Regions from separate parts of the Mus musculus genome. Here all the other regions are linked to region 3. Evidence: chromatin contacts called from public promoter capture Hi-C data. All regions are on one chromosome and are shown on one strand. The core of a region is the stretch at or near the end of the contact, and the rest is flanking DNA. Distances in the headings are between cores, read along the strand shown. Region 1 overlaps Tiam1 (T cell lymphoma invasion and metastasis 1). Region 2 overlaps App (amyloid beta (A4) precursor protein). Region 3 holds the start of Ltn1 (listerin E3 ubiquitin protein ligase 1). Region 4 overlaps App (amyloid beta (A4) precursor protein).

Region 1 (5,527 bases), core at 2,767-5,266, 2.4 Mb before region 3:
CTACTTAGTTCTTTAAAACAATTATAGTTAAAAAAAAAAAACCAACTAAACTTGCCCAGTTGTGATATTTATTTTATGGCACAATTTACAGCTAGCTTTCTTGACTCTAAACAGATATAATGCTAAGTGATTTGAGTAAATGTACTCTGGAAAGCAAATTTGTACTATTTAATTTTTTTTTTCCCTAATGGAATTTCTCTTGCAAAGAAATTTTCTCTCGAATGTTTTGCAAAGTCAAAACAAGCCAGATGCGCAACAGCCATCCATCAATGTTCTCCAACACTTGGATTCTTTTCGCACACACAGTGTTATGAGCGCCGTTGAAGTTCTGCCTGCTTTGATATGGAAGTTCATAACGGTTTCCCTAAGAGTCGGGAGACTGAATCGGCTCCTGCTTTGTTTCAGATCATAACTCCTAAACTTTCACCGAACTGGGAGGACCCACAGGAATACTTATCCTTCTCGCCCTGATTTTAGAATAACTATTCACCAACCGGAAGGGTCTTTAGATTTCTTATTAAACCTGTGTAAATATTTGCACATTTACTTATTTTGAGCCTGAGCTGGTCTCAGCCTTGAAACCCTCTTACCTTAATTTCTAAAGCGCCGGGTTGTAGGCATGTGCTGTAGGCATGCGCTGGTACTTGAGCGCAGGGGCAGTACACATGCGCTGGCACTCCAGCCAGTCTTCGTCATTTTCACAGTCGCTGTACATATTCATCTCTATTTTTTAAAGTTATCAAGACAATGAATAATAGAGAGAAGTTTTGGAAAATATGTGCAGTGTGAGCCATGTTCTCTGTACTGAAACCCAATTGCTGTTTGTCCTTCCCTGTGCAATTCCAAATGTCAGCAGTGTGGTGTCTGGGGCCGGTAGGATCCTCGCTCTCTTTAGTAGTGCTCGACAGCTGGCTGGGGAGAGTCCCACTGCGGTTTGTCCCAGAATCCCCTGGGTGAGGTTAGGACAGCGCTGTGACGTCCAGAAGGTGACTGTGGACGAGGTCGTCTGGCTAGGACTGACCCCGAGTGTTTATTAATGACAGCAGTAAGGTGGCCAAGCTCCTTTGTCCCTGTTAGGAAGACCATGTGAAACTCAGTCCCCCTTCCCTTGTGCTTCAGTAGGGAACAGATGGTAAAACAAAATGTTTGCTTGTAATTAAAGATTTGTGAAGCCCCCGGAGAATGAGAAGCAGGCACACAAGGGAAACTCTTCTTACTGGTCATATCACTCCCTCCCTTAAAGGCTTCCATGTTGTGCTATCCGCTGCATGCTGCCAGGGAACTCATTTCCACTTTCTGGAAATGTGCTGTTGGGGTAAACCATGACTGTCCTCTGTGCATGTAGTTATTTAAAAACATAAGGCACCACTCCCCTGTCTCCCAGTCTCTGTCTCCCAGTCTCCACACACCAGTTCTCCAAACCCAAGCTCACCCCAGACAGAGGTCCTTGGTGATGAGACCGGTCGGAGTCTGTTCTCCTGCTGCATCACGGAGTGCCCGCCTGGCACCCTGTTCACACTGTGAGCTGTGTCTCACTGAACGTTGAGGGGATAATGACTGGAGCACCATTTTGGGCTATGTATTTATACATACTGGCAGTATAAAGGAAGAGTTCTTACCTGCTACACTAAATTTTACTTATTAAAAGATAGTTCTCACCACAGGACATTTTTTTTTATCGCTTACTTCATATAAAATTGAAATTTTATTTTAAAAAGTTGAGAAATTTCAAATGTATGTAGAAGTGAGATCCATGTAATACATCCTCGTGTGCCCATTGCATAGGATATATAATTACCATGTTTCATTGGTTTGTTTATTCTGTCTCCAAGTGTGAATGACTTTGGAAGCAAATTCCAAACAGTTTATCTCTTCCTTGCTAGTGTTTTAAGGTGCAGTTTCAAACGATAACGACACTTCAAAATTAAACCTACCCGTTTAAATCCTCTCTTGTGCTGTAATTCCTTGTTGTCTTCTAACATTTGAAAAGCGTGTTTGTTTTCTCCCATGTGTCTTCTTGGCTGTGGATTGAAAAATATTTATAAAACCATATTAATCATGGTTCTTCTTTAGTCAGATTAACTCCAGGATGGTATCTTAGTGTAGATCCACGGAGCTGTCTTAGAGGAACGGTGAGGCCCCGAGAGCTCTAATTCCCAAGCCATTTGCTGTGCATCCCAGGCTGGAGGTGCACTCTCACAGCCCCGAGGGAGTCCCATTCTGGGATACATAAGCAAGGCTGGAACCCTGGCCTCTTCTTGCTTGTGTGATGGCCGGCTTGCAGTGAGCCCCTAACACTTGTCCTGGGGCCCAGCAGCCGTTTTCTCTCTCATTGTAACCCCCCCCACCCCGTTTCTCTGTTTCTCTGTTCCTCCGTTCCTCCGTGTGTCCGTTCCACCTCACCATGTGAGTGTATGCCATGACGTGCAAGAGCTTCTTTAAGAGATACAGTTGAAAACTCAAACCAAACACACGGGTCTGTGGCTCAGTTTTCTGCACTGAGTTGCATGATCCGTATGACATTTTATTAATGAGTTCCAGGTCCGATTTGTAGTCTAACCTTTTTTTTTTTTTAAGTATAGAAACCTGCCACCCAACCCCCATCCCCATTGCCTTAGGGAACAAGATAACAAGTCTCCCGATCTCTCGAGGACGGAATCCCTCCTGTTCACTACTAAACAGACATTTTCCTCCCTTCCTGTCCTAGACACATCAACTGGATCATTCCGCCCATTACCTGCGCCTGAAATTCCTAATGGAGAACAGAGTGCAGTTCTACATCCCGCAGCCCGAGGAGGACATTTACGAGCTGGTAATGTTTACGACCACTGTCCTCGAACACCCCGTCTGAGATAATTTTCAAATCGTGCATGTACTTGTGGTAATTGTAGCTGGTGGGATGGAATGAGCTTCATTCAGAGCCACAGAGCTGGCAGAAATAACCTTGCTTATCACAGAAATCCCGGAGTGGAAAGTCGCCTTTGCTTGTCCAAAAAGCAGGGCTGCGCTGCCACCAAAGACGTTGAAACCCACAGATGATGCTCAGATAAGAGTTGAGTCATCAGGACAGACTCTTGCTGAACACCTTTCTTTTTAATCGGTGACTCTAAAATCAGTTGGCGGTTGCCACAGTGAAAGCGCTCCAATTTTGTGCAACTTCTACCATCTTATCAGAACTGACGGGGTAAATCTTGTGGGTGTAACACCCCCCTCCCCCACCTCCCCGACCATCCATCTAATGCATCACCCAGCTTGCTGAAACTGCATTCACACAGATTCTTGGAGACATCTGTGGATGTCTGAGTCTCCTTAGAGATAGAGAACGCAGTTTCTGATCTGGGCCTGAGATTATTATCAGTTCTTCTGCATACAAATCATAGGGGGCTGGCGAGCATAAGACACCAATACCGAAAGTTCTGGGATTTTACAAAGGGCAGAAAGATGGTTTCTCAGTAGGTGTTAGCGGTTGTCACCTTGGTAACCACTGGCAGGTTCCTTTTCTTAGCAGAGCAGTGCATCTTTCAGTTCTAATAAACAGTGGTTTGGGGACCAAGGGCCTCTCTTGGGGAATGTTCTGGCTTCTCGGTTCTTAGTCATCTTTCTGGGGGACACAGAGCTGCTTGTCGTGGAGCTGGGGATAGAAACAGGGGAGTGACTCCCCACAGAAAGCAGAACTGGAAGTACAGCTCAGAGGTTCCTTTTGGAAAGAGGAACCACAGTGCAGAATGTCATAGGGAGTGGCATTTTAAATCAACTTCTTGAGCTATACTTCTTCTATTAGGAAACTCTCGACAACCGTAAGCGCATAACAGATACAAGTGGTTGTTTCCACTGGAAGAGTTATGATTTGGAGTGTTTCTGCCAGCCGAAAAGGTCACCCCAGATCTCTAAAGTATTATATTTTTTTTTTGAGGAAATATGGATTTTTCTCTTGTGGCAGTCTGATCATGTTATATGTTGGAAGAGGATGAAAGTGGGCCTGGTGGGGGGATGGTTCTGTGACTAAGAAAAGGACGGCTCCTGCAGAGGAACCAGCTTAAGGTTCTCAGTGCCCACATGGCGGCTCACCACCATCCACAATTGTAATTCTGGGCTATCTGATGCCCTCTTCTGGCCTCTGTAGTCACTGCACACACATGGTGCATAAATGTGCCTGCAGGCAAAACACTCATATACATAAATATTGCAAAGGGAAAAGGACATAAATGACCTCTCGACTCTTTAAGCCACTGTTGACTGTGTTGATGGAGATGGAGCTGGTCTCATTAACAGCCAGGAGCCAAGGTGTTCCTTCTGAGAATTAAATAGCCAGTTGTTTGTGTTCTGTGAACATACTCAAGGAGTCCTTTCCATGCCAAAGAAGAAAAGCCTTAGCTCAGCACTACAGTCCTCATCTGTAGCCCTAGCTGCTCAGGGGGCTGAGGCAGAAGAGTTGCATGACCTCTAGGAGTTCAAGGTTAGCTTGGAGAACAACACAGCAAGATGTTTCTTGGAAGAAAAAAAAAAATCCCATGCGTAGTGTGGTAAACATCTAAAATTCCTACACTGGGAGACTTAGGCAAGAGGATTGAGAGATAAAGCTTGGGGCTAGCCTGGGCTACAGTTTCATCTCATCTCGGTGAATAACTTGGAGTTTCATGATCAAAAAAGTCAGAGAGGTCAGGCTGATTACGCTGCAAGAAGATAGTTTAGTTTATGCCTTATAATTTGTGAATTTTACAAACAGTAAATTGCAGGGCTCATAGGCAACAAGCTTCTATTTCTTGTATATAACAGGCATGTGTGCTAATCAGGTCCTGTATATACCAGGAATGTATACTACTCGGGTCCTATACATGTCAGGCATGTGTGCTAATCTGGTCCTGTAGATACCAGGCACGTGTGCTAATCAGGCCATGGCTTTAAAATGTTTATTAGTCATATACTATTGTTATGAACAAACTTTTTTTAGATTTATTTATTTTACTATCTTATGTGTATGAATAAGACTGGAGTCACAGACAGTTGGGAGCCGCCCTGTGTGTGCTGGGAATTGAACTGGGTCCTCTTCAAAAGTATCGAGTGATCTTAACCATTGAGCCAACCCTCCAACCCTCCCCTAGTCACATATCATATTTAAGCTATGGATACGGTGTGGCTTTATCCAGTGATGACGATGGAGTGCTGGTGAGCCCAGCTCAGCCTGTTCAGGTCTATAATTGTTATTATGTATGTGCTATAGTTAAGGGGAACAACCCGTAGGTACAAAGGGACCACTGTGCTTTCTCTCACCCTTTGCAGTGGTCTCTGGCCCAGAGATCCCCAGGGAAGCAGTGACCAGGGTCGTGCTTACGTCAGCACCTCCATCTTACCAGGCTCTCTAAGCTTCTTGCGTTCTGGGCGGCTTTCGTGCCTGACGAAGCTTCTTGACCCCTTCCCAGAGTAATGCTTACAGTCACGTGAGACAGGACATACAGACAGACCTTCCCATGGCTTAGTCATAGCAAGATGCTTAGCAAAACTCAATTTTAAATGATAGGTAACATGT
Region 2 (5,275 bases), core at 1,390-3,889, 2.3 Mb after region 3:
AAAGAAAACCGTCTTGTACTTTGTATGGTTTCAGGTGACTCTGATATTTCATGAATTCACAAAACCCGAGTTGAACACAGCACCACCTAGTCTCTGGTCTAGGAGAGGTGTTTTGTTTTTTCTTTTCTTTTCTTTTCTTTTCTTTTCTTTTCTTTTCTTTTCTTTTCTTTTCTTTTCTTTTCTTTTCTTTCCTTTCCTTTCCTTTCCTTTCCTTTCCTTTCCTTTCCTTTTCTTTTCTTTTTTTTTTTTAGAATGGAAGTATCAACCTGGGTTGGGTTAAATGTTTTCGAGACAAGCCCCAGGCTGCAGGAGGGTTTTGCTGTTTAGACTCTAGAGGAACAAGCCTTCTCTTCTCGCCATTGCTTTGCCCTGACCCTGCATGTGTCAGGCCCTATCATATGTTCGGCTGTGTGATCCTGTGACACCCACATCCTGTTGCTGGATCCAAGCGCTTTGAGGCTGTATTAACGCAGATTAATTGAACAGTTGCCCTGTGAAAACAGATGCCCTTCGCCGCTCGTTTCTAATAAATTGTCAAGCCATTTAAAAGACTTCCCCTTGAAGAAGTCATATCTCCCCGAGAAGCTGAAGCAAAAGTGGAATGTTTATGTCCCAAATTAGTGTGCTATATTTAAAACCAGTGGCCTCGGCCTGACCAGGACATAATCCTTCGCCGCTTAATGAAACTGCCATCCTGTCCCTCTGTATTATATAGTGAAGTTGGTTCTACTTTCTGTATTCCAAACCAGAAAGCCGTTGTAAAGAACTAGCCAGAATAAGACATTAGTCTTCAGCTATTTGATGTTTTCTTTATAAATTAAAATTATAACTGACTTTGAAATAGGAAGCTAAGCCTGGCCTCCCCTGAACCAAAAACTGAAATTTTAGTAACATTTTGCTTACGGGATATTGTAATAAAATGCTCTTTGCTTAAGATAAAGGTATTTGTCCAGTGACATTCTGAGTTACAGAAAATTGAGAATGTATTATAGATAATGTACTATGAAACCAGAAGAACATTCTCTCTAGTTGACAAAGATATGCACAATACAAAGATCCAGGTATTGATCTGATGCTGTTCAGAGATCGAGAAAGGCCGAGAGCAAATCCTATTTCAAAGTGCAATTCAAGTAAAATTAGATTCAGTGAGACTATATCATTTACCCACCCTTGTAGTAAATAATAAGGTAGAGGTGCGAGTCTAAGCTGTTACCTAAAGGAAGTGAAATGACCCAGAGAGATGAGCATCCCATGACCTCCCAAATGGAATCGAAGCAGTTGAACTTGCAAGAGTAGACACTAGATGCCAGTGGATGGGGTAAATGGGAGATGTTGTTCAAAGGGTAGGAATTCGCAGTTAGACATGGGTACATCATAGAGAGCTGGAGTATAGATATTGTCACTGTAGTTAATAATAAGTGTTATATTCTTGAAATAGGTTTTAAGTGTTCACACACATATAGAACAGTATGTGTGGTGATAGGTAACTTCATTAGTTAATTGTTATTTAATTACTTAAAATTATATATATGTGTATATATATATGTATGTATATATATGTGTGTGTATATATATATATATATATATATATATATATATATATATATATCAAAACATTATCTCGTGCATGTTGGATAAGATAACTTTTATTTGCTACTTCTTTTTCACAAACCCACCTTGCACTTCATTTGTAAAGAGAAGTGAAGTCCCTAACCTGGAGGGTTACAGTAAGAATATCGTGTAGGCTTCAGTAAGCATTTGTCATTACTGATGCTGCTGTAAGCCAGTGCTCATGACTGGCTCCTCTCCCCTTCCTCTGCCAGATGTTCTCAGTGGCTCTCTGTTGATGCATGCAGCTGTGTTTCTGAGGGACACCATGGAATGTCCTTAACCCTCTGTCTTCAGGATCAGTGTTTATCCCACAGTAAAAGAAACAAATCACCATCAAGGTTGCTTTGTAGCAACATACAAACCCCCAAAGCTCACATAATGACTATGTGACACCATATGAATGGACACCATAGCCACCATGTAACGGCTGATGACAGATACTTTCTCCCCGTTTTAGTAACACTCTGCTGCTTTTCTGTCCCATCAGAGTTCCATGTCTTTGTATTATGTGTTTATTAGATCCTAGGCATGATGTATGCAGTACTGGTTGCCATCAAAATAGATTGTAGAGTTTAATGGGAAGTCTAGGAGTTGACATCCGTACCCTACATAAAACCAACCAACCAACCTTTTAACCTTGCTGATTAGCTATCATTGAGTAATAGATTTCCCACCTGGACCACCACTTATACTCTACTAATTCTAATCCAGATTCTGTAGCTCTGTTGTCTGTCTAAATCTGAATTCTTTTCTCTTGACTCCATCTGTTTTGTCAGAGCCTAGTGTAGAAGCGGTGGACTTTGAGCCTTACATGGACCCAGGCCAACAGTTCTTCTCCCCACATCCGGAGACCAGGCTTTGCCTTTTACAAGAAGGAAACTGCCTCTCTGTTCCCAAGACAAAGCTCCCTCGACTATAGTTGCTGCATGTTTGGCTCAGAGGTTTGCACAGTCTATGTGTATAGGCAGGCCATGGCCTTGCTGGGCCTGCTGGAAGATGGCTAGCTCTCGCTGGCTAATAGTTGACTCACTCACCGTGGGATGGAAGCTCTGGCCTGGACCAGACTCTGGTCAGTGTCTGTTGATCTCAGGGAACATTCCACAGCTGCTGATGTAACTCAAATGACTGGAGCCAACTCTTCTGGACCGGTTAGAGGGCTTGCCTGGACCAGTTAGATGACTGGCTGTCACTCAGTTTATCTGGGGGAATTCTGTGAAGTGAGTGTTACTTTCAGTTCCTCCATGGTAAGGGGAACTTCTCTCCTCTTATCTTCTTTTTGCAAAGTGTGTTTTTTATAAAACCAAAGTAGCATCTTTGGGACTGTGGTGGTGCCCCGATTCCCGATTGGGAAGCCTTGGGAAGAGGCTGCAGAAGGATCCAGAGTTCAAAACAGACTCAGCTACAGATGTTCCAGGCCAGGCCAGGTGACATGAAACGGTGTCTCAAGAACCCTCAAAATAAAATCATCAAAAATAGAGATGGAGTTTATAAACGATGTGGCTACTATTTCATTTGGTACCCTATTCAACATGATCCTCACAGTGCTTATAACTCCTTTTGCTTGAACTTTTTTTTTTTCTCCTGAGCTGGGGCTCAGACCAGAGCCTTGTGTACTAAGTAAAAAGTACTGTACCAGTGAGAGCTATCCCAAGACTGAAATATCTTTTTATTGAGAGATTCCTCATGAAATGCATACTGAGGCTTTTGTTTGTTTGCTTGTTTTTCTAAATGTGATTGCAGAACCAGATAATTTGTGAGACTGCCCATGGTATGAAAAGATTAGTTTTCCTAGTCTGGGTGTGGGCCAAGACCTATTGTTGTTTCTGATGCAAACCCAAGACCAAGGACTGCGGTTGCAAACTTACTTATATGACTGCCATGTTCCTAAAAAAGATTTTTAGAAACTTAAATTAAAAAAGCTTCAAGCAGCCCAGGCACAGTGGGCACACCTGTCACCCCAGTACCTGGAAAGTCAAAATCAGGAGTTCCAGGTCATCCTCTGCTAGGTACAAAATTCCAGAGAACCCTGGGCTAGCTACCTGAGACTGTTTTAAAACCTGCAACAAACAAACACAAACAAACAAACAAACAAAAAACTCTCACATAAAAATTAGACCAATAGAATTAGGAAAACAGGCCACTAGATACCAACATACATTTTGTTACTAATTTTAAAACTATCCCTTAGATGCACAGAAGTACTTATCAGATAACTGCAGCTTAGGGGTCGCCCGAGTTTACTAGGAAGCCATCTGTTTATGGGACAAACATGTATCTGCTGTCATCAGGAAGGTCACTGGGGTAGCTGTGACTCAGATCCACTAAGGGAAGGGACAGAAATAGGACTCCTATCTTTTGTATCTCTGGGATGGTGACCAGAGAGGTTTATGTTGTTGCTATGTAGGCCCTTTTTAAAAACTCCAAGCTGTAAATACTGAATTTTAGAAGCACATCGTCATGGCTTTAGAAAAACAACGGTCTAGGATTTCCGAAGGAGCTTGTGGCTCCTGCAGCTATTCCTGATTTGGTGTTAAGTTTCTGTTCTTACCAGGTATCCTGACCTCCAGTGTGGGCTTCTTTCAGAACACTTCAATTAAAAATGTAATTATTAGTGTGGCATTCGTGAGAACATGCCCTGGTAGAGCTTTAGGGATGAGAAGACAACGTTTGAAAATTGATTGTCTCCTTCTGACATGTTATCCCAGGTTGGAACTCATGTTCCCATGCAGCTCAGGTTACTAGGGGTGTTGCTAAGTACTTTCACCTGAGTTATCTTCCCTGCCACCAATCAGAACTCTTAGCAGTCAAAATAAAAGGGGGAAAAAGGGTTTCATTTAGTTTTTAAAAGTCATTGTGTTTTTTTCAAGAAAAATAGAGATTAGATTAAAAAAACACATTATAAAGTAAATTTTAAAGCCCTCTTTGTTTTTATTGAAACTTGTATCAATTTCTTTATTTGGCTTACCTTGGGACACCAGGAAAAGAGCCAAGGTTTCCTAGAACACAGCTTGAAATCCAGTGTTCCAAAGGCCCCCTAGTCTGTGCTTTCATTTTGGAGCACCATTTTTTAAAAAAATAAACCCAGATTTGAAGATGAAGAGATAAGCTGACTGGCCTTGAAGTTAGGGCCAAGGCCTAACAATAGCTTTGAAACCAGTTTTATGTTTTCAGAAACCACCAAACCAGCCAGGCATACTGACACATGACTTTAATCCTAGCACTCAGGAGACAGAGGCAGGTGGATCTCTTTGAGTTTGAGGCCGGCCTGGTCTACAAAACAAGGTCCAATACAGCTAGGGCTGTTACAAAGAGAAATCCCCCTCCAAAAAAAAAAAAAAAATCAAAAGAAAAAGAAAGAGAAAGAGAAAGAGAAAAAGAAGCAAGCAAAAGGAAAGGAAGAAAGCAAGCCACCAAGCCAGCCTTAGGTCCAGTGTCGTTGATCAGACAGTTCATCTGCGTTTGTCACCACTTTACTTTCTGGGAAGGAAAGCAGGGATTATATATATATGGTGGATAGAGATAAATGAGCAGCTATTTAAAATGCCATTTTTTTTGTACTTACTTATAAGTCAAATCTGTGTAGATACTAAAGATGAGTTATAGAGACCAGACTTCTGTTTTATACATCAAATTTCAATTTTTTCAACAGTAACCTTATTGAGAA
Region 3 (5,774 bases), core at 697-3,196:
AATGGAAGGACAGCGGAAATTTCCCATTCTTGAAGAAAAGGCCTTCAGTGTCCACGGAGCCAGAGGAAACCACATGGACTTTGGCCAGCTGTATCAGTTCTTAAATGCCAGGGGATGTGGGGATGTTTTCCAGATGTTCTTTGGTGTAGAAGGACAGTGACTGAGCAGAGGGGAAGTCAGACCTGTTGGCTCACTGTTCCTCTGTTGATCATTTCTTCCTGTTTTTCCTTGAAATTCAATTTCAGCTCCATTCTAGGATGTACTAGGGTTGGGGTCACAAGAAGAAAATTAATATGGCTGAAATGTATCAGTTAAAACTTGCCATGCCTGAGAGAAAAACTGGGTTTCGACTTGTAAGCTTTAAATTACTAAGTGAGAAGGGTGGAGAAATGACTCAGAAGTTAAGAGCATATGCTGCTAGTGCCAAGGACCTAAGTTCAGTTCCCAGCACCCCTGGCAGGGAGCTCATAACTACCTATATGTCTTTACTTCAGGGCATTTGATGTACTCTGTCCTCCAAGGGTGCATGCATGAACATAAACATGTAAATATATTTGGGGTATCAGATCCCCTGGAGCTGGAGTTACAGGAGGTTGTGAGGTACCCGGTGTGGGTGCTGGGAGCCAAACTTGGGTCCTCTGCAAGAGCAGTGCACCCTTTTAACCTCTGAGCCATCTCTACAGCTTGGTGGAAATTTCTTGACGTGAGCTGGATCTGAAGGCACATGCTTATAATCCCAGCACTTGGGAAGTAGAGGCAGGAGGATGGGAAGTTGAAGGCCAGCTGGGCTACACGAGGCTCTGTCTCATGAAACTTGAAAGACAAATTATATGTGAAGGTAATTTTGATGGTTCGACTTGCTAGGGATTTCCCACACTCTTCTGCCTTCACTAGGAACCTGGAAAAGCTGCCTGTTCACCCTCCTGGCCTCTCTTGCAGCTGCATTGGGCTGTAGGTTACAGTGCAGGATTTCTGGGGATGAATTTGCCTCTCTTCTCTTTCTGCCATGGCCCCTGAAGTGATGGCAAGAGAAAGGGCCAAGCTATCTCAGAGATGTCATTGTACAAGACACCTTGCCACATGCGGACCCAATGTTAATCCCAGCCTGTCTCCAGACCTTTGAAATAAAATGAAATTTTAAACAATCTGTGCTTGTTATCAGTAGTCAGAAGTTTGAAACTACCCTGTCTTTTAAAGTACAAACAGTATAAAGCCTTCCTCATTGGTGTTTGTGGTTCATTTCAAATTGCATGTGTTTAGATTTGGCCCCTATCTGGCCTTGCATCGCTGAAGACTGGGGCATGAGTAGAGCTCAAATGGTTTCTTGTTGTTTCTTTAAGACAGTGTCTCATGCCTATGTGACCTGATGATTCTTTTTTCTTTTTATTTCCTATTTCGAGATAGATTTTCATATATCCCAGGCTGCCCTTGAACTTTAAGTGTGCAAAGCTGACCTTAAATTTGTGATTCTCCTCTTCTCTGTGTCTTCAGTGCTGGTATTGGGAGGGTGTGCCAGCAGACCTGGTTTGCTCAATGTAGGGAATCAAACTCAGCCTTCAGGAATGCCAGGAAAGCACTCTACCAAGTTAGTCGCCCCAACTCCTCTGCTTTTATTATTTCATTTTATTTTTAAAGATTTATTTTATTTATATGAGTACACTGTAGCTTTCTTCAGACACACCAGAAAAGGGCGTCAGATCCCATTGCAGATGGTTGTGAGCTACCATGTGGTTGCTGGGAATCGAACTCAGGACCTCTGGAAGAGCAAATTCCTACACACTAGGAAGGAAATCTCTCCACTACAAATATCTCGGACAGGTTTGGCGCCACGGGCTCAACGCTGGTTTCTTATTGGTCAGCAGTGACGCCACTCAGGCAGGCGTGGCCTTCTTTGTTACGTTTCAGGCAGCGGATGGTCAGAGTCCTGACAGGGAGGCGGGAGCGGAAGTAGGAAGCCGAAAGGCTGGGAGGGCGAGGGGGAAGTGGCTACAGTGAATCCCCTTCCGGCGCGAGGGACCGGAAGTTGTGGCCCGCCCGTGTCAACTTCGGCTCTGCAGACTGAGAGCCGGGCTGCCACCGCCACCATGGGCGGGAAGAACAAGCAGCGGACTAAGGGGAACCTCAGGGTGAGTCCTGTGGTGATGGTAGCCCCGCGGCCTGCGGCCCGGGTGTCCAGAGGGCCGTGAGGGAAGAGTGTGACCTCCCGGTGTGTGCGTCCCCGCGGGTGGACAAGTCGAGGAGTTGGGACCCAAACGACGTTTCACGCCGGATCTGGGAAACGGAGCGCGCCCAGGGAGGGAGGTGTCATCGGGAAACGGTGACAGTGAGCACCCGGGCGGCCCTCGTGGGTGGCCGAGCTTGTGTAGGAGCTGTGGGAGGGAAGAAGCAAGCGTGGGCTTCACTCGCTCAGTCCCTCCTTGCCAAGGCCCGAGCCCGTCGGTGGTATGCCCGGTGTCAGGTCGGTGTCACCCGTTGGGTCTCTGGTCTCAAGCTTACCTCGCTTTTCCTGCTTCACTCTGGCCACCCTGAACTTGCCACGAACTTGGCTGGCCTGGCAGGCTTCGGATGGCCATATGTTAGGTGGCTCTAGATACCTTAATGCATCCTGTATAGCCCTGGCTGTCCTGGAACTCATTCTGTAGACCAGGCTGGCCTGGAACTCAGAAATTCTCCTGCCTCTGCCTCCCAAGTGCTGGGATTAAAAGCGTGTGCCACCACCACCTGGCGCTTTGAAAGTATCTTAAAGGCAGGTGTTTCTCTGCAGCCTTTATCCTGATGGATCACACACACATACACACACACACACACACACACACACACACACACAGTTCGCTTTTATAGACCTGTTCCACCATTTTTTTTTTAGATTTATTTATTTATTATATGTGAGTACACTGTAGCTGTCTTCAGACACCCCGGAAGAGGGAGTTAAATTTTGTTACAGATGGTTGTGAGCCATCATGTGGTTGCTGAGATTTGAACTCTGGACCTTTGGAAGAACAGTCAGTGCTCTTAACCACTGAGCCATCCTTCCAGTCCCTCATCTCTTAATTTATAAATTTTGCTGACCCTTAGGAGAGTTGATCTCAGTATTTAACACCCAAGTTCTCTACCTTATGTATTCTAAAAACAGTGTCATTCTTCATATAACATGTGAAACTTTAACCATGGTGGAGTACACAAATATAACATGTAGACTTACAATTTGTATTTCTACTAACTTTTATAGATTTAATTCTGTTTTTATTTTATTTTGATTTTGGTTTATCAAGGCAGTTTCTCTTTGTAGCTCACCTGTCCTGGAAGTCGTTCACAGATGTGCCTGCCTCTGTCTCTACAGTGCTGGGATTAAAGGCATGCACCACCAGGACTGACTTAAAGTTGTTTTTAGATAATAACATTTTCAAAGCATTTATGACTCAGTCAAGTATCACTTGTTCCCTTTGGCAGGGAATACATTAAAAGACACATAAAAACAACTTATACTTTGAAGTCTTTTGATTTAGACAGTTTTCCATTTCATACATCCTAAATGAGCGTGTTTTTTATGTCATAATGACCAGGAAGAGTTGGCCATTGGTTGGCTTTGTTTAGTCTCATCTAATTGTTTCCTTCTATTGATTCCAGCTAAGCCATTTTTGACCATGCTTTGTATGATAACATTTTCAGTATATCATTCCAGAAGTGTACAATACTTTTTTTTCCCCTTTAAGACAGTGTTTCTCTGTTCTGGAACTAGCCAGCTCTGTAGACCAGGGTGCCTTCCCCCCCTTTATTATTCTTTTTTGTTTTGTTTTGTTTTTGTTTTATTTTTTCCTTTCTCAGTGGCATTTGCTTAGTGTTGAGCATTGTAAAGTTATCTTTTTCCATTGGATAATAAGAAATATGTGGTGTTGCAGTCTGTGGTTAGACATACTTACCCCTAAAGATTTTCACACCCTGCTGGGATTAAATTCTTCCTGCAGTACTTCAGAGTTACTGTTGGTATCGCAAATGACAAAGAGTGAAATGATTGCTCTTACCTCATTTGAAGGGTGATCTAACTGAAGTTTAGAGAAGTTTACTTGCTTAAATTTGTGTAGCCTGGAAGCTTCAGAGTTGGGGCTTGAAGTTTAGTTTTTAAAATGTTACGTCATAGGGGGCGCGCTGAGAGGACGCCTTTCAGGAGTCCATTCTCCTTTCCCTTTTTGTGGGTTTCCGGGATGGAAGTCCAGATTGTCTGACAGCTTGCATAGCAAGCGATTTATCCTCGGAACCATCTTGCTGGGCCTGGACTTGAACTTAAAAGTAGCATTTGTTCAATAGAAAATAGTGCTGGGAGCCATATATATTTGTAGATTTTAGTAGATACATGTCTTTTTTGTTGTTTTGACTTTTTGTTTTGAGATGGGATTTTACAATGTGGGATAGCCTGGTCTGCGACTTCTTGTGTAGCCTAGGCTGGCCTCACACTTGTGATCTTCTTGTTCCAGGCTCCTTAGTGCTGAGGTTACAGGGCTGTACCACTAACATGGCTAACTGCTCTTTCCTTTGTTTTGAAACTGGGTCTCATATGTATCATTCAGGCTGGACTTGATCTAATTATGTAGCTGAGCCTGACTCTGACATCCTGATTCTCACACCAACCCTCCCAGTGCTGGGATTGTGGGATTACAGTTTTGTACCACCACACAGCTAGCTTCTGCTTGCTATTCTTGAAGTATCTGTTTAATGATAGGCACAGATTTCTAAGAAAATATTATGGCGTATGAAACAATTAGGAAATAGGTATGAATGTATGAGTGGAAAGACTGAAAGAACAGAAGAGAGTGCTGATTGGTCTGAGGGAGAAGCGCATTGCAAACACTACTGTCTTGAAGGATAGAAGTTTGTCAGGCATTGAGAAGGAAGGAAGGGCCCTCAGATGGAGAGAAAAGATTATGTGAAGGCTAAATTATGAGAGAGCATATATTATACATAGGAAATTTTGAGCAGGATCTAGGATATTGAATAGTGGGAGAATGTGTCAGAACCCATGTAGGACAGGCTGTGGCAAGCAAGTGAGTTTCCTGGAGATGTCCCACCATTTGGCATGACTGATGGGTGTGCTCTGAGATGCAGGGATTCGTTTATCTATACCAGACTTCAAAATAATAAGACACAAGGCAGATGATTGGTCTCTTGACAAAACTGTGCTAACTTATGACAAAAATTATTGCTTTAAACTTATAATGAACTTAAAGGGGGCTAAAAGATAGATAATAAATGTATAGTCAGGTACTAGTCCTAAATTATGGAAAGGCATGTAAACAATTCTGCTATAACTAAATTATGGAAAGACATGTGAACAATTCTGCTATAACTCCTGAGGCTTTATTGACTTGTGATTTAAACTATTGCCTCAAACTTACTATGACCTTATTGAATGTAAAAATGCTTCAAAACAGCCGGGCATGGTGGTGCACACCTTTAATCCCAGCCCTTGGGAGGCAGAGGCAGGCGGATTTCTGAGTTCCAGGCCAGCCTGTTCTACAGAGTGAGTTCCAGGACAGCCAGGGCTACACAGAGAAACCCTGTCTCAAAAAACAAAACAAAAACAACAACAAAAAGGATTTGATTATGTGAGTCTGCATGTGTGAGAATGTGCTCATGTGAATGCAGGTGCCCTCAAAGTGCAGAAGAGGCAGGGCTTAGATCCCTGGGGTTGGAGTTGCAGGCAGTTGGGGGCAGCCCATTGAAGGTGTTCTCCAAGAACAAAAGCTCCTTTTAACTGCTGAGGCTTCACTCTAGGTCAG
Region 4 (5,309 bases), core at 1,657-4,156, 2.3 Mb after region 3:
GCAGCTTGACTCACTCACAAACACTTCACGGATACACCAGCAGTATAGTTTGGCAAAGTCGGTATAGCAAGCACGAATCAGCAGTGGTGGCACTACCTATCAGAGACAGCCAGGCCTCCACCTCCACTTGAGTCAGCAGGAGGGACCAAGGCCAACAGGAACACCAGCAAAAGTTCTCAGCCTCTCTCAGCAAAACAAAGATCAGTGAAGACAAAAGACCAACAAGCATTTCACAGCTAGCTCTATAAGGAAGCCTAGCTCAGCCTCCGTCACTGTCCCTTGAGTCCTATTTATAGGCTAGGTGCGGCAGAAATTGAGGTTCCCCAGCAGCAAGTGTCTTAAACAGGGGTGGGGTTCATATAGGTTTTATCTTAGAAGGCTTGACTTTGGGGGAAAATGCTAACCTCATATACGTCCTATGCAATCAGTCTCTTTTGAAGTGGCTTGTTTTTTCATATTAACTACTCTTATTTTCATTATAGTCTCCTAAAAAAAATGGCTTGCCTCCAGAGTTTCAATTGTTTTTGACAAATTACCTTCAAGAATCAACTTCAAAGGAGGGTAAGGTTTATGTTGGGTCTTGGATCTGGTGCTATAGACGTGTTGACACAATACATCATGGCGACCCAGACACAAAGGGGTAGAACCAAGTCTTAACTAGTTGCTATTGTATCTCTTTTCCCTTTCAGAGGCATATTGAATGACTTGACTTTTAGTACCTGTTAAGGGTTTCCCTACTTACTGGCAGTGCCACAGGCTGGCAGCCAAGCCTTTGACATGGACATTTAGGGGACACTCCAGACCCAAACTATGACCGTTACATTCTCTAACTGTAGTGTTTCTCTGAAGTGAATGCATCACTGTAGATTCAACTTGATAAAGTAAGACAGTGTAGCTGTCTTCAGACACACACCAGAAGAGTGCATCAGATCCCATATCCAGATGGTTGTGAGCCACCATGTGGTTGCTGGGAATTGAACTCAGGACCTCTGGTAGAGGGGGTCAGTCAGTGCTCTTAAGTGCTGAGCCATCTGTCCTTCTTGAGGCTGTCCTAAACAACAACCACAAACTCAAATCCTGAAAACAGCTCAGCGAGGGCCAGAGAACCCATCAAGAATGCACTAGGAATTATAGAACAAAGAGAGTTAGAAATCCAAGGTATTTAAAAAATATACCAGTAGAAAAGTTAGGAGAGCAGTTAAAGCCAGCCGAAGACTCTCAACTACAACCTCCCAGTCCAACCTGATAGATAGCATTCAAAGTCTTTCCATAGGTGGAGGATAGGTTTTTATTAGGTTAATACATTCCAAAAGATTTGATTTGCTACTCCAGTTCCTAGGTCAACAAAGATGGGCAAGGTTTGGCTCCTTAGCTGGGCTTGAGATAGCCTGAAAATAATAATTAATTGTCGTGTTGAATCAGCAGCGTTGCAAACTGAATGGAGTCACTGAAGTTTTTATCAGTGTTATCAGCCTGTGTACAGAGGTGCTTTCCAGGAATGTTCCTGTGCATCGAGCAGTTCAAATTCTAGTCTTTTTTTTTAAAGGGTAGTGGGGACCTAAATAGGCATTTGTTGGATTGCAAACTAACTTTGAACCTAATCCTTGGGTTATCTCACAAATACTTCTGTTTTTGTTTTTTTTTTTTAAATTCCAATTTCTAATCCATTTATAGTTGGTTAAGCAGCAGTCTGCCTGCCAGTCTTTGCTAGGCCTTCCTATAATGCAAGCTTTCAGCGGCAGTTATTAATCTCGTGGGTGTTGAATGATAAACGCTGCTGCTTTCAATAGACCTCTTGGTTTCCTGCTGGGCATCAGCAGGGAGCATGCTTCAGTAGCCTTGAGATGGGGCAGAGTTTTGGGGTCAGCTGGAGAACACCTGTGTGGCCCTCATTTGCAGAGCATGGCATCCACAGAGGCCAGGAAAAGCTTCTAAGAGCGCTGAGTTGTAATTTGAAGCTATGTCAGCAAGTGACTCCAAAGAATGACGAGTTTCCAGGTGTGAAAACTACCTACATTAAGTCTGTGAGAGCGGTTATTTCCCCTCCCCTCCCCCTTCTCTACTCACTTTTGTAACAGATCCTTCTAGGCTGGAACTCAGGCTGGACATGGCTATACTGTAAAGGTACTGTGACTTACTGTGACCACCATGTGGGTAATTTGAGGAGCAGGGTTCTAACAGCCGTCGTGGTTCACTTTTCTGTACGTGTTTGGTGGGCAATTCTATCCTTTGTCCCCACACACATATGCATCTGCCTTTGACAGACAGTGGCCAACTTCTCTCTGCCTCTGACACTCTAGCCATGGATGAAATCTTAGTCTAGTCCTGCTTCAAGTTGGCCTAAATGATCTTTGCACTTTCTTTCCTTTCCTCGATTGTAATTTAAGCCCTAGTTTCCTGTTATTGACGAAACGATGCTCTGCGTATGTTCTCTGTGGATGATGGGTTAGAGGGACCCTCCCTCGCAGAGTCTTGTCTTTTGGTTGGAGTAGCAAAATTTGCTCATAGTGATTATTCATCCTTAAAAGGAGCTCACAGGCAAACTTCCTAGATTGTCATTACGGAAATCAGTTCATGACCTTTGAAAGGGGAGAAGGCGTTCAGGGTTGAATTTAAAAGAAACTTGGAGTGTACAGTGTGTGTGTGTGTGTGTGTGTGTGTGTGTGTGTGTGTGTGTGTGTGTGTGTAAGTAATGTAATTGAACTGTGCTCAGGTTATGAGCAAGCAAATAGTATTTATGCAAGGAAAACCAAGGATAGGATAGAAATAGAATCCGTCTGTTTTTTTAAGAGCTTATACAAGAATCCCACCAAAGAAGAAAAAAATACCAAATACTACACCATACGAGAGAGAATTATTCAGGCCAGTGAGAAGCCTGCTTGGATGTAGAAACCAGATGGTCTTCATTAGCCAGAAACCTTAAAACGACATAAATCCACTGATGGGGCCAAGCGATGGATCCATGCCCCGTCTTGCCAAGCTGGCCTTTTTAACCAGGAAAACAGAGAGCTCCTTGTTCAAGCCCCTCTTAGCTGGGACTGGGGTGAAGAATGCTGCCAAACCCGTTCTATAAGGAATTCTGATCTTGATAATGAAAAGGAGAGAAAGTTCCTGGAGAGAAGGAGCGCCCTGTTTGAAAGGCAGAAAGAGAGCTTGTTCCAGACGCTGCCTCTTCCCTTCATTGTAAATGGTAGGGGTTGGAGGGGTAGACTTCCCCATTCACCCTCTGCAGATGGGTCCAAGTCAAGTCCATATGTTTACCTTTATTTTAGCTCTGCTGATTTAAGGCCAACATCTAGCTGCAGTACCATGAGGAAAGTCCATGGCATGTCTTTGCTCTCTGTGTTGTGGCTCAAGGAAAAAAAAAAACAAACTTTTTTGTTTTCCCTGATAGCAAAGGTTTGTTTCCAAAAAGGTTAGCCGTGTTTTTAAGAGTAATATTTCCGTGGCTCTAGCTCAGCGTTTTTTTAAGTAGCCTCTTTGCTTTTGAAGCCATGGCTGAACACCTACTGTTTCAGCTGGCTGTTTTGTTTGTTGGCACCGAACACTGTTTTCCCATGGGAAAAATATCTCCAGTTTCAGGATGGCGGCAGCAATCCATACAGGTTATTTTCATACGCAGCCTCCACAAAACCACACGAACCACGCAGAGCCACCTGTGTACAGTATGGGTTCTAGCCCGCACTGTTGACTTACATTTCTGAAAAAAATAACCTGGTGGTGCTAATCCCACTGGTGGAGATTAAGACCACTGAAAGAATTTTTTGATCCAAATTTGAAGCAAGCTTTTAATTAAATACTGGCCAGGATGATGAACTCTGGCGGGGTCCATTCTTGGGGTCCCAGGAAACAGTAAAGAGTAACCTTCTGCAGAGGTTTGAAAAGGCCACCCCAACAGGCCACCATGTTTCCCATCAGGGCCATCCAGAGCAAGTGTAGGTCCAGACGTACTTCCTGCTTGTGTACCTCCTACCTACATCCATCCAATCTGGGCCAAAGGTCCTACATCCTGAGATAATTCCTGTCTGCATGCATCTGGTGCAGTTGAGTCAAGCAAACTTGTTTAAGGGAGTTGCTTCCAGCCTCTCTGCAAGGATCTGTCCTTGGGCAAGGGACTTACAGGTTAGAGGCATTGTTGTTTAATGGATCTCTTAGGCACAGTAATTAGAACATACCTTTGGCTCTCACGGCGGTTCAGTGGAGTGGTTATTCCACTGATCATAATTCTCCACTTACTAAGCGGCATCTGTTGCTTTTCCAAGTAGGGAGATATTTTTTAGAAGCGAGGAGTAGATCTTCCAGTTGACATTGAGAGGAGAAGAGGAATCTGACAGCAAATATGTTCTAGGATAGAAAGACTTCAATTATATGAACGTTCATACTGTCAGGCTCTGAGTAGAACATTGCATGGGATTTATTAAGCTTTTTCTTAGAGACTTTGTTCAGGAAAAGAGGTTTGAGTAAACCTGTTCGGACTGGCCGTGAGGCAGGAAAATCTTACGTTCTGTGTGGCCCCATTGTCTGATGCTGCTGCTCTCTTCTTGGATGGATTCTGAGGCTGGGTTGCTTATAGCAACCAGCATGTTGACAGATGCAGGTGAGGATGCTGAGAGTTGTCTTGTGCTGGTTAACTTAGGCGGGCTACAGGAAGGATTGAAAGGCTTCTGATTCACTTTGTGTGTTTGATCTAATTGCTTCTTCAATATCCAGCTGCAGCTGATTTGGAAAAGAATTTTCCATTAGAGACATGGTTTTTTGTTTTTTGCTTTTGTTTTTCCTTTTAAGTACACATTTGTAAAAGGTAGCAAAATGTTAAATAAAACCAATTCTGCTGTTCCTAGTTCAGTAATCTATTATAATTTTGGAGGGACTAGAGCTGAAGTTCCCAAACTGGCTCTACTTTATGGAAATATAATATGTTGTTTAAAACCTTCTCTATCTATGTATTGGCTTTCATACTTAATATTTGTATCAGCTGCTTCTCTTGTTGCTGAGACAGAACATCTGGCAAAAGCAATTTAAGTAAGGCAAGCTGGCTCTCTCTCTGAGGGTAGCATCCATCATGGTGGGGATGTCATGGAAGCAGGAGGATGAAGAGCTGGTTGTGTCAGATACATAGTCAGGAAGAGGAGAGAGATGAATCCTAGCGACCAATTTGTTCTCTCCTTTTTTTACTATGCCTGTGGTCCCAGCCCATACGATGAACCTGTTGGTATTCAGGGAGGGTCTTTACTCTTCAGTTAAACCTGGGTGGAACAACCCACACAGATTGTTCACAAGTTGACCACAGACACACCCCAGGTTCGTTT

Evidence for each region. Promoter capture Hi-C pulls out the DNA fragments that hold promoters and counts their contacts.
Region 1: a contact with region 3 is called in a promoter capture Hi-C map of neutrophils, with 6 times the contacts expected there. The contact joins the enhancer-like site here to the promoter of Ltn1 in region 3. A contact is called at or near these places in 3 of 39 promoter capture datasets (hippocampal neurons, neutrophils and pre-B cells) and 2 of 115 datasets of contacts at active chromatin or transcription factors (embryonic forebrain and thymic regulatory T cells).
Region 2: a contact with region 3 is called in a promoter capture Hi-C map of liver, with 4 times the contacts expected there. The contact joins the enhancer-like site here to the promoter of Ltn1 in region 3. A contact is called at or near these places in 6 of 39 promoter capture datasets (the 3T3-L1 cell line, cranial neural crest, hippocampal neurons and 1 more), 2 of 115 datasets of contacts at active chromatin or transcription factors (astrocytes and extraembryonic endoderm stem cells) and 1 of 9 other capture datasets (embryonic stem cells).
Region 4: a promoter capture Hi-C map of stem cell-derived epiblast-like cells shows a contact between it and region 3, with 6 times the contacts expected there. The contact joins the enhancer-like site here to the promoter of Ltn1 in region 3. A contact is called at or near these places in 5 of 39 promoter capture datasets (cranial neural crest, hippocampal neurons, liver and 1 more) and 4 of 115 datasets of contacts at active chromatin or transcription factors (astrocytes, embryonic limb bud, embryonic stem cells and 1 more).

Annotation. Positions count from the first base shown.
Region 1 is chr16:89,846,935-89,852,461 of GRCm38.p6, reverse strand. It overlaps Tiam1 (T cell lymphoma invasion and metastasis 1), which reads left to right. Exons shown (of 28, transcript NM_009384.3): 12 at 2,708-2,812. Among named protein-coding and RNA genes, the nearest start is that of Gm52239, 55 kb to the right of the region's middle. Within about 2 kb of position 4,016, at least 86 of the 459 cell types and tissues checked have an H3K27ac peak or open chromatin away from gene starts, as enhancers often do. A contact at or near this core is called in neutrophils and thymic regulatory T cells, where this site is marked.
Region 2 is chr16:85,146,260-85,151,534 of GRCm38.p6, reverse strand. All of the region lies in intron 1 of App (amyloid beta (A4) precursor protein), which reads left to right. Among named protein-coding and RNA genes, the nearest start is that of App, 25 kb to the left of the region's middle. Within about 2 kb of position 2,639, at least 156 of the 459 cell types and tissues checked have an H3K27ac peak or open chromatin away from gene starts, as enhancers often do. A contact at or near this core is called in liver, where this site is marked.
Region 3 is chr16:87,428,778-87,434,551 of GRCm38.p6, reverse strand. Ltn1 (listerin E3 ubiquitin protein ligase 1) reads left to right here and starts at 1,946. Exons shown (of 30, transcript NM_001081068.1): 1 at 1,946-2,126. The coding sequence starts at 2,085. Rwdd2b (RWD domain containing 2B) reads left to right here. Exons shown (of 5, transcript NM_016924.2): 5 at 1-1,221. The coding sequence ends at 160.
Region 4 is chr16:85,126,133-85,131,441 of GRCm38.p6, reverse strand. The region is part of intron 1 of App (amyloid beta (A4) precursor protein); the gene reads left to right. Among named protein-coding and RNA genes, the nearest start is that of App, 45 kb to the left of the region's middle. Within about 2 kb of position 2,906, at least 64 of the 459 cell types and tissues checked have an H3K27ac peak or open chromatin away from gene starts, as enhancers often do. A contact at or near this core is called in embryonic limb bud and stem cell-derived epiblast-like cells, where this site is marked.